2 separate regions of the Sus scrofa genome follow, and region 2 is linked to region 1. Evidence: chromatin contacts called from public HiChIP or PLAC-seq data. All regions are on one chromosome and are shown on one strand. The core of a region is the stretch at or near the end of the contact, and the rest is flanking DNA. Distances in the headings are between cores, read along the strand shown. Region 1 holds the start of PELI1 (E3 ubiquitin-protein ligase pellino homolog 1). Region 2 has its middle 120 kb from the start of PELI1.

Evidence for each region. HiChIP or PLAC-seq counts read pairs in DNA pulled down with a chosen protein or histone mark.
Region 2: a contact with region 1 is called in an H3K27ac HiChIP or PLAC-seq map of alveolar macrophages. The contact joins the enhancer-like site here to the promoter of PELI1 in region 1. A contact is called at or near these places in 5 of 47 Hi-C or Micro-C datasets (brain, embryonic fibroblasts, fibroblasts and 2 more) and 2 of 2 datasets of contacts at active chromatin or transcription factors (alveolar macrophages and skeletal muscle).

The regions. Positions count from the first base shown.
Region 1 is chr3:77,738,376-77,743,704 of Sscrofa11.1, forward strand. PELI1 (E3 ubiquitin-protein ligase pellino homolog 1) reads left to right here and starts at 2,085. Exons shown (of 7, transcript XM_021087454.1): 1 at 2,085-2,435.
Region 2 is chr3:77,612,948-77,618,276 of Sscrofa11.1, forward strand. No RefSeq gene overlaps it. Among named protein-coding and RNA genes, the nearest start is that of PELI1, 120 kb to the right of the region's middle. Within about 2 kb of position 2,929, at least 41 of the 83 cell types and tissues checked have an H3K27ac peak or open chromatin away from gene starts, as enhancers often do. A contact at or near this core is called in alveolar macrophages, brain, embryonic fibroblasts and 1 more, where this site is marked.

The sequences.
Region 1 (5,329 bases), core at 835-3,334:
TCTAGATGGTGAAACTTACAGCCACAAGAATTGTTGGCAACTGTAAAGCCAATACATAAGGAGGAAAAGCAATGGAACAAGAAACATGTCCTTATTGACATCACTGAGCTGATGAATCATGCAGCCCTGTAGCCCATCTTTTCATTGGACTTTCTGTTTAGGCAGGTCAATGTTGGGTTTATTGGTTAAGCCAGTTAGAGTTGGGTTTTTTGCTGCTTACAACAGAAAGCATCTTAATTGATAACTTCACCCCCAAACAAAGGTTGTTTAATCACTAGGTTCTATTAATTCTATTCCTTAAATAGTGTGATTTCCCTCAGTTCTGTCTTCTGCCACTGCTGATTCAGGCCTTTTTTTTTTTTTTTTTAATGCATAAAATGCATTTCTAAAGTGCATATCTTATCAAAATTTCATGTGCTTCCAATCTTGGCATGGCTTTCTGTTGCTTGTAGAAAAGAGCCTATATTCCTTAGCATATGGTACAAGATTCTTCATGATCTGTCTCCTTTACCTTTCACTGTCTCCTCTTGCCACTCCCTTCAATTCCACCCTACAACCAGCAATGCTGAACTCTTTGCTGAACCAAATTCTAATGCCTCTAGCACTTTGCTCTTGCTGCCTTCCACCTCACCCCCAGCCCCCCCACCCTCTGCTCTCACTCACTTCTCTTTTCTTCCTCCACCAAAGCACACAAACACACTAACTCCTAGTCATCCTCAAGTTTAAGCGTTCTTTGAAGCATTTTCTGAAACTGCCTGAGCCTGGGGTAACTGTGTGTTGAAGCACCTGGTGTACTTTCCTATTAAGGTATTATCACACTGAGTCTATTTATTTACCTGGCTCCTCTTTTGCACAGTAAGCACTTAAACAGTGTTTCTTTTACATTCCTGTATCTCTCTTTCTGAGAACTAATAAAGTACCTGAGGCGTAGTATATTCAAGAATGTTTTCTAAATGAATAATTATGTGGTCTGCAAACATAAGGATCCTTGATCTTGAAACTCTCTATCTGAAAACCTCAACTTTTCCTGTTTCTGATTTCTAAACATTGATCTTTTTTCTTCCAGAGTATGGGGTTCTAGGTGGGCAGAGAAGAAAAACAAAAGAGCTTGGACAGGCTGTCTTAAGTCCTCTAGAGATCCAATAACATGTTTGCCTTTCACCACCCTCTTCGGCCACTATTTACACCTGGGTGCCCTGTATGGGTGTAGCCCTAGCTGACCAGCCCAACAGCATACTCAGACAGTGGTTCAGACTTCTCTTATTGCTAATTGAAAGTTGCCAATGTATATACAGTAAACAATTTTCAACTTTTCACTTATCTTTTGAACTTATACTTTATGAAATTCTTATTTCTTAAAAATTCTAGGCCTTAAAATTTAAACGTTTGATTACTTTGCACCGATCAAGTAAGATATAGCGATCTTGATCCTGAGCTCTACCTTTGCTGGCCTTAAAGAAGCCAGTTAGATGTGACTTGAGCGAAGAAATTAACTATGGGAATCTGACAATGGATTTGTTCCTAGCAGTTTTATAACTTAATTGTAAAGTTATTGGAAGCAACTACGTTTCTACAAGTCTTAGGTTAAAAAAATAAACGGAAAAAACCCTTGAATTTAAGGCAGGGAGGGCTCCCTTGAGGGAAGGGAAATGGTTGTGATTCGGCATTTATGGCATAAAATTAAGCAGCAGGGAAGACCAAAATATGAAGAAGTCAGATTTCACTGAGCACTTGTGAGTGGTGAGGTTAGGAAATTGGGGGTGGAGCGAAGTAAGAAGGACCAGCTAAAAGTAGGATCCTTAACAGCACCATAACACAAGGAGGGCCTTGTTCAGCCAGCAGCCGCGCTGAACACGTTCCCTTCCTCAGTATGTCTGTGACCATAGTAACAGTGGGGCCGACCCTCTCCCTCCCGAGCATGCGCAGTGCGGAGCGAGCAGGGACTCGTCCTCAACAATGTACCCCTTTTTCTTCAGTCAGAGAACTACAACTCCCAAGAGACCGCTCGGCGCCGCGGCACCGCCTCCCTCTATGGCCCTGCCCCGTCCCCTCCCTCCGGCCCCGCCTTCCAGCTAGTCCCCTCCCCTCCCTCTGAGTGTGTGTCAGTGACCCAGAGGCGGAGTGAGGCGGAGGGACCGTCGGGGGGCGCCGCCGCTGCCGCCTCCAGCAGCAGCACTAGCCGAGCCGCGCGTTCGGGTTTGCCTCGAGCCCTCCGGGAGCGCATCACAAAGCGGGCCCCGCGGCTCTCCCTCCGCCCGCGGCTCGTCAGCGCTCAGCTCCGCGGCCAACTTCCCCTCGCCGGGCTCGGCCGGCTGGCGCGGAAGGCGGCGGCGGAACGCCGGGCTGTCTGCTCGCGCTCCCCGCGCACGCACACTTCACCCCCTCGCCCCGGGTCTCGGGGCCGTGCTGGGATTCCGGCCACCAGCAATTGTCCGGTGAGTGTGGCCGCGGCACGCCGCGGGAGGGGTCGACACGGAGCGGGCGAGGGGTGCGGGCCAGGCGGGCGCGCAACTTCCTCGGCGGCTTCCCGGGGCGGACGGCCGGGTTTAGGCGGCCAGCTTTCCCCGCCCGCCTGCGCGCCCCCGCGCCGAAGCGGAGTTTGCGGCGCCCTCATCCCGCGCCTTCGCAGGAGGAAGCGCCTTTGTCAGGAGCCGGCCCGACGCGCCCTCCCCCTCCGCCCAGGAACGGGCGCGCGGCGGCCAAGTCCGAGCCCCGCGCCCCGCGCCGGGCCACCAGCTGAGGGAGGGGAGCTTCGCGGGGGCGGGGAACGAGGTAGAATTGAAAGAGAAACAAAGGGGGGCGGAGGGCTTTTCTTTTGTTTGTACGAATCTGATAACTTCTTTTTCCTTCTTTACATAACACAGACTTCCAAGTTAGTCATTTTGTTTATTGTCATGATTATTGTCATCATCACTGCTTGTCCCTCGCGTTTCCTTTCATCTGTGGATCTCAGAGCACTTAAAAACACCAATTAGTTACACCTCCGGGGCCCCTACGAAACAAAGTTAATGCCCCGGTTTCCGTAAGTGGGTAAACTGAGGTCCGGAAGAGCTCGCTAATTGATGGATACCCTTGATCTTCCACCACGCCTGGTGTCTGAGGACCTGAAAGCATTTATGAGTAAGAACTGGTTCTTCAGTGCCCTATGGAAAAGTTGAAGATACTCATTTTACTTACAGGTTAACCGAAGTCTAAAAGAAGTCTGGGTAATTGTTAGGTAGTTGAAACAATAACTCTTCTTACACGATGTTTTGAATCTTAAAACCTCAAAGGACTCTTGAAAAATGCTACGAATGGGGAGAAAGAATACTGTACACCATAAACTCATCTCACCCATCTGCTTTTATTTTTGTACCTGCGGGTAGGCAAGACAGCAATCATGGGGGTGGGAGGGCAGAGATTTTTTTTAATGTAGGTTTAACAGATTTAGTCACAACACACAAGGAACTGTGTCTTGGTTTTAATAGCACCAACAGCCTTCCCATCGTTTAGTCATCAAATTGAGTGAGCACCTTATCCATAAGGTACTGGTTGTACAAAGAACCAGAAGCTTTAAGTGTAAGAAAAGGTCATCTATTTGTTTTGGTTCAAAGGCTGTGTACTTCTCTTATTCTACAAAATGCTATTTTGTTTGCATAGCAGCTGATCTTTTGTTTCACAACTGGCTTTGTCTTTTTCTACTTGAATATGTATTTCTTTTGTAATTGAGGAGAACCGTAAGAGGTTTTTTGTTTGCTGTTTTTTTGTTTGTTTGTTTTGCTTTTTTTTTTTAGTTTGCCTAGTAGTGTGAATGTAAATTTTTGAGTTGTGGAGAAGGTTCAGTTTCTTAAGCTCTTCTGTTTCCGTTTATGACCTTTTCTTTATAACCAACAAAATGTTTTTTCAGGGTGATCAGATTTACAGCTCTCAAAACATTGTCTTTCTTGTACAAATAAAGCATATGCATTTTTATGTTTTTTATTCACACTAACATCCTCTTCTAGAAGAAAATACTTAATGCTGAGAACAAGTTTGTTTATTTTGATAATTGATCCAGACTGGAAGGTACCAAAATTTTAAATCAAGCATCATCACTACTAGTTAGTTATTTCCTGAGGTGACTAATTGTCAGAATTGGAGTAACAGTACTTTCTCTTATCCTAAATTCTCCTGAATTTAATTTCGTATTTTATAGTTGCCCCCAGATTTTAGACTCTGGTGGTTCCATCAGTAAAGGGAAAGATGTTTATTTTGATAACCTGTCCTCTAACCTGACCTCTTTCTATAGTATGTTGAAAGTCCTCTTTCTATAGTATGTTGAAAGAAATCTTAAGTTTAAAACAAGCAGTTGAAAAATAGTTAAGGGTATGTATGGAAAGATGCATGTAGTGAAGTGGTTATAATGCTTCATCTAATAAATTTAAGACTTTTAAAGAGAAAACTTGTTACCTAGGTTTTTATTAGTGTTATGGAAGTGCTGTAATGTAATAATAGTAGTTATTGACTTGAAAAAAAAATGAGCTGGGAATTGTGCTTTAGTGGTAGATTTGAGGGGAAAGGGGCAAAAGTCTGTGCTCTCCTTAAAATTTTCATTTAAGTCACCTTACAGTTGGTTATGTTGAACTTTTCCTGTAGCATTTACAAGCCAGATTTACCAGACATTTGTATTTTAAGGAAGCTACTAACACAATGTCTTTATTCAGTCACTGGAGTCCAAAGGCGGAAGTTAGTGTGGACTGTCAGAGGCTAGAATTGCAGGTTTCCTGGTTTCTTAGGGACCCTTAAAGGAAATGACTGAAAAGTACAGGGCAGGAAACTGAGTCTAGTGCTGTTGAATGTTCTTGAGCCAAGTTTCAAGTGGAGGTCCTAAGTCTGTTTCCATCTGACTTTGTTTCAGCTTCCTTGCAGGTTGTCAAAATGTTTCTTGTATGTGAAGCACTCTGTCAATTCAGAATATGCCTTATTGCGGTTGTCCAGTAGGTCAGAATAAGAACTATAGTAGTCCTGCTTTGTGAACAATTGTTTTCAGACAGTTATCAGCATGTGTAGCTGATAAAGATTTTAAGTTGTAGGATTTTAAATGTAGGAAACTATTTTTCCAACATTCTCACATAAATACATCTTATCATGGCACATCAGTTCTCATTTTTATTAAATCGGAAATGCTTATGTGGATTACTTTATTACATCTGTTTTAACTGTGTGTATGGAAATATAATGACAAGTGCATGATGGCACTGAGAGATGGTTCTAGGAGTTTCTTTGGAAAAATCATGTTATTCCATAAGGTTATATCAGTGTCTTTTAAGTGAGGAGAATAAAACAAATGTAAAAGCCAGTAGAAAGAAGG
Region 2 (5,329 bases), core at 1,679-4,178, 120 kb before region 1:
GTTGACTTAAGGCAGAAAATTCTCCCTGCAGGTGCATTTCTTTGGCTGCTCCCCTTTGTGTAACAGTGTGCAGCCACACGTGTGATTTGTCCCAGTGCAACCAACTCTTTTCTCTGACATCTTATGGCATAGCCAGGCTTTGGGCAGACGGCAAGCTGATTTAGAGAGCAGATTTTGACAGTGGAACAAGGGCCTAACATATCATACTAATGAAATAAGTGTGGATTTTCCCTCTGTCCTCTGTTTTTGTGCATTTTCAAGCAGTGTTCAAAAGAATCTACCCATGTGCCTCAGGGACAGGATAAGAGCACTGTGTCTCCACTAGAGTGTTTAATATGGTGCAGGAGGAAGTTTTGGGTCCTTATCATCTTCCTCCCCTGTCGGGAGTCAGGGTGGGGGAGCTCCTTTGATGAGACAGAGCAAAGACATAGATATTTTGTCAGCATTAGAATGGGGTTGTATTAATGGGGGTCATGTATTTCGGTGATGGGATAGTTGAGATGTTATTTTGAGGTTTGTTCTTGTTATTTTTTTTCCTCCCAAATTCCAAGAAGGTAGCTGGGTCCTTTGAGTTTTTTTCTGCCAGAAAAATATTCCAAAACTTGTAAACAGGCAAGAGAAAGTAGTACTAGGTGTTAAGTGTAGTACTGGACTTGATTTTCTACTAAGGCAATTTTACAGCTCTATAGGGGTGAGGTTAACTTGCAGATTTTTGGGGGGTAGAGACTCAAATAATTTCTGTCCAGCAGAACAGAAAACTCCCAGAGTCACAGTTTATGACCCTGTTGGACATTAACCAGTTTTTTATCTAACCCAGCAATCTACTAAGTTGTGTACAGCTTCAAGCTTCTCAAATGCTCTTTGGACCAGTTTTAATGTCTTACCAGTTCTCTCATAAATTGGAGTTGAATGCAGTCTTTGACATGTGCTCAGTTTATATTTACATGAGTCATGCTTTTAAATTTTCTGAAAATTTTATACTTCTTCAAAAACGGTTTATATTACAGACAACTTCTCTTTCTGGCTTTTGTTTTTTGAAAGCCCGAGCTGCTTCTGAGTTTGTGCAGAAGGGGAAGGAAAACAAGGCAGAAGCCTAGAGTGGAGTTGGGAGATTCCCAAGGCCAGAAGGTGATGGTTCCATGCGCCCTGGAGGTTATGTTGACCCAGGCCTTCTCTCTCACAGAGTCCAGGGAAATGAGCAGGATTCCCTGAGGGGAGTGATGAACTGAGGAGGCTGCATCTGAAGCATGGTGTTCCCAGCCTCCACAAAGATCCGAGTATAGAACAACGGTTCTGATCAAAGTCATTGAATTGAAGGGGCCTTGAAAGGGGACCAGCGTGGGCTAAACATCTGAGGATCCTTGGGGATCTTCACACCACCCTAGAGGCATTAAAATCTCCATTAATGGCTGAGCTCAAATTTCCTGCCAGCCCAGTGGGCCAGAGATGTAGAATCAGATGTAAAGAAAGCAAATTAATGTGACATTGCTCAAGTCCCTGGATAATGGAATGAGATTCCTGCCTTCTCCATTAGCAGAAGAAAGATTTGTCCTATGACTTGAAAGTGTCTGAAAGACCCCAGAACCTTCCCACAAAGGGAGAACAGAGCAGCTAGGAAGGAGGTGTCCCTGGTCCTCTGGGGAACCTGATCAGCCTCTTCAAATCCACCACCAATGCTTGAAAAATAGCTCTCGCCTCCCTGGGGACCAGCAACCCCTCAGATGAAAGGTAGGATCAGTGGAGCGGGCCGTCACAGTAATCACTCTGGGGTGATTTGAGTGTTTCAGGGTATCTCTTGAGCAAAAATACCAACCTAAGCACTTAAACTTCCTCAATCATATCTTTATTCCTTCCAGTCCTGAGATTTTCAGACTTCAGTACACATATTCCTGGGAAAACATGAACCTAAGTGAGTGTATTTAGTGCTTCTCAGGTGTGTTCAGTGAAAATACCTGGATCAGACTCACCTGGGGAACTTGATAAAAACATGTATTCCTGCACCCTGCCCCAGACCTACTGAATCCGTTCACTGGGAATGAGGAAGGGGGCAGGGTATCTGCATTTTTAACAGGGGTCCAGGTCATTCTAATAATCCTCTCAATTCTGAGACCTTCTGGAGTGGAATTGGGGGAAGGGCAACAATCTGGCAATAATCATGTAGGGCAGGAGTCACTGTCCCCAGGGGTCAGACCACAAGCCTCAAGGGTCTACGTGACGCCCACATGGTGTGAAGAGTCTGTGCATATAAGCTGATGTGTATTTTCCATGGAAGAGAGGTCCTAACCCCATCAGGCCTCTCAAGCCTTGCTCTTCAAAACAGCATCCATGTCGGCATCACCCTGCAACTTGTTAGGAATGCTGACTCTCAGGCCCCACCCCAGCACTGTGGACTCAGAATTTGCATTTTAACACAATCTCTTGATGATTCTCTTGCATGTTATTGAAGTTTGACAAGCCCTCGTCTGAGGCGAGTGGGGACACTGAAAGGCTTTGTGTGTTGTAGCAGATGTTCTCTCCGGGCTCTTGCAGTCCGGGAGCCCAAGTCTGCTCCTCTGTGTGGTTCTGTGACTCAGCCAGCCCAGGCCTCCCGCCAGGCAGCCAGGACCATCCCCTGTCCCTATGCTTCAGACTCTCCATCACAAAGGCGAGGTCAGCGTGGGGCTGCCGTGTCTCCCTGGCTCGCCTGCCCAGGCAGCTGGGAGTGGTGCCCATCTGCTCCTGTGGCAGGTTCAGGCGGCTGCAGGGGCGGTCCCCCTTGGAGTGGCAGAGTTGAGAGGTGGTAAGAGAAATGAGTGCAATTGTACCCCACCCCTTTGGTTGCAGGCTGTGTGGGTGAGAGAAAGAAAGGGGATGCTAGGATGGCACCCCATAGCCCTTCCCCTGCAGGCTCCCGCTGAGTTTACTCCTTCTTAAGCTGGTCCTGGCTGCCCTCCCACTGCTCAGCACTCGCCCACACCATCCTTCCTCTTCAAAGACGCCTGCCAGAAGACTCTTACTTTGCTCCAATATGTGGTTGGCCAGGGGCCAGGGTCTGGCTGCCGACAGACTGACTAACCACTTAGCCAGCGATGGCGTCCCCCTCCAGGAGCAGCAGCTGACCTCGCCTCTCCACCCTGTGGGCATGGCATGGGCTGCCCTTGGCCATGGCCTTCAAAGACTTGGCTCCATTCTCTGTGTCACCACCTTCCTACCTGCTTGCTCCCTTCCTCTTCTTTCTTTATTCTTCTCTAATTCCTTCTGCTATTATTTCTCCCTATCCCCCTTCAATCCATTGTCGTCATGTACACATGGATATGCTTCAGTATCGCCCAGAGCTACCTCCTCCACCCCACATACCTTTCTAGCCACTGCCCTAGTTTTCTCCCTGCCAGCAGTAAAACGTCTTAGAACAATAGTCCTTATGTATTATTTCTCACTCCTCCTTTCCAGTTGTTATTTCCTCACTGCAACTTGCCTTCAGTCCACACTGCTTCACCCAAACTGCTCTTACAAAGGACCCCATGCCCACCACGATATAAATCCAGTAGTCACTTCAGTCTTTCCATCCTACTTCTCAGCAGAATTTGATACAGTGTCACTCCCTCAGTCCTTGTCTCCCCTTACATCCCAGACTGTTTTCTTCCCAGCTCCTTCTTGGCGGCTTGAGCCAGCTTCCTCTTCTATTTGACCCATAAATGTGTCATTCTGTCTGCACGCCCCTCCAGGCCCTCTTTTCTTTTTTTTTCTTTGCATTCTTTTTGTTTGTTTGGTTTTTGTTTTTAATTTAGGGCCCAAATGATTCCATTATAGAAAAGTAAAATCTTTTTTTTTTTTTTTTTTTCTAGAGCATCTTGGTGTGGGCTGAGATTCCTCCCTAAAGAACAAGCAAGCATAAATCTTAATTTCTAACCATAATAAGCACCTCTAAGGAAAAATTTTATTTGAGAGAGAGCCCAGTAAAGCACCTAATTCATAGCGATGTATACTGGGGACGGGGGTGGGGGGGGAAAGCCTCGCTGAGAAAGCTGACACCTGAAGGATGAATGGAAATTGGGCAGGTGCAAAACAAAACAAAACAAACCCCCCAAATCAGCAAAGACTAATGCTGATAACATCTACATCCCTACCTCCGACCCACACTTCTCTGTGCTCTGTTTCTTCTGTCTATTTCCATGGGTTCTAGCTCAGGTAAGTCAAACTTATTACATCCACTTCAGAAGTTTGGATTTCTTCACATGTATTTGTTTTCTTCCAGACTTCCCCTCTTTGAGTAAATGGCTTCATTTTCCACTTGTTGCTTAAGCCGAAACCTGAGAGTTCTTATTGACCCCTCACTTTACCTCACTCCTTAAATCCATCCCAGTGACAAGACCTGTTATTTCTACCACTAAAATATATTCAAGAAGCCGTCCCCTCACTCCGCTGTCACCAGCCTGGTTTGGGTCACCGTCTTCTGTCACCTGGATGACTGCAGTAGCCTCTCAACTGCTCTCCTAACCAACCACGCCCCATCCATTCTCCATGCTCCTGAACAGCCCAGGTGCCCATCTGCATAGGGATACAGTCTGCATCTTCTAGCTGTGTCTTGAGTGTAACTCACAGCCTCGGGCCCATTCCACCCAAAGAGGAGTATTATTCATATAACAGTCAAAATATAGTCAAGGGAGTCAATTCAAGTAGGAGTGGGAATCAGTACTTTAATAATCTTCGGAAGCAAAAATGGGAATTGAAGTCGTTAATAAGAGCAAAGGCAATAGCTACTGGGATCCATTTATAACCACATGACTCTTTTCAAGGTCCACTCTGCTTCAGAGTTTTAACTTAAATCCTAAGAAGCAATAAGTACTAATTCTGTTTATGTTACACATTATGGAACCAAATAAGAAGAACAGGCAATTCTGGTTTCAGAGTTCCCTCAGTCTTCCTACCCTGCTTAACTGACAGTGAAATGTACAGACAAGACTAATCTAACACCCTGATGTCTAGAACACAAGCAAGTATGGTAGGATTGGAAAGGTCAGAAGTATTCTGTGAGTTCTAAAGGAAATAGAAGATCTGATCAGATGATTATCAGCTCTCTTACTCCTCCTCCAAGGAACTGAGTTGAAACATTTTTTGAAGTGTGTTTTTTAAATTAGTTTTACATTCCTGAAAGTTTGAAGTATCGGAAAGAATTGAACTAGACAGATTTTAAACATTCACATGTTGATGGGTCAATATGGTTTCACCTTTGACCATTTAGTGGCAGGAGGTGCATTTATGTTCTGTCCTTCTAAAAATTAAGAAAGTTGTTTTTCTTTTTTTTTCTTTTATTGAGGTATAGTCGACTCACAATATCGTGTTAAAGGCA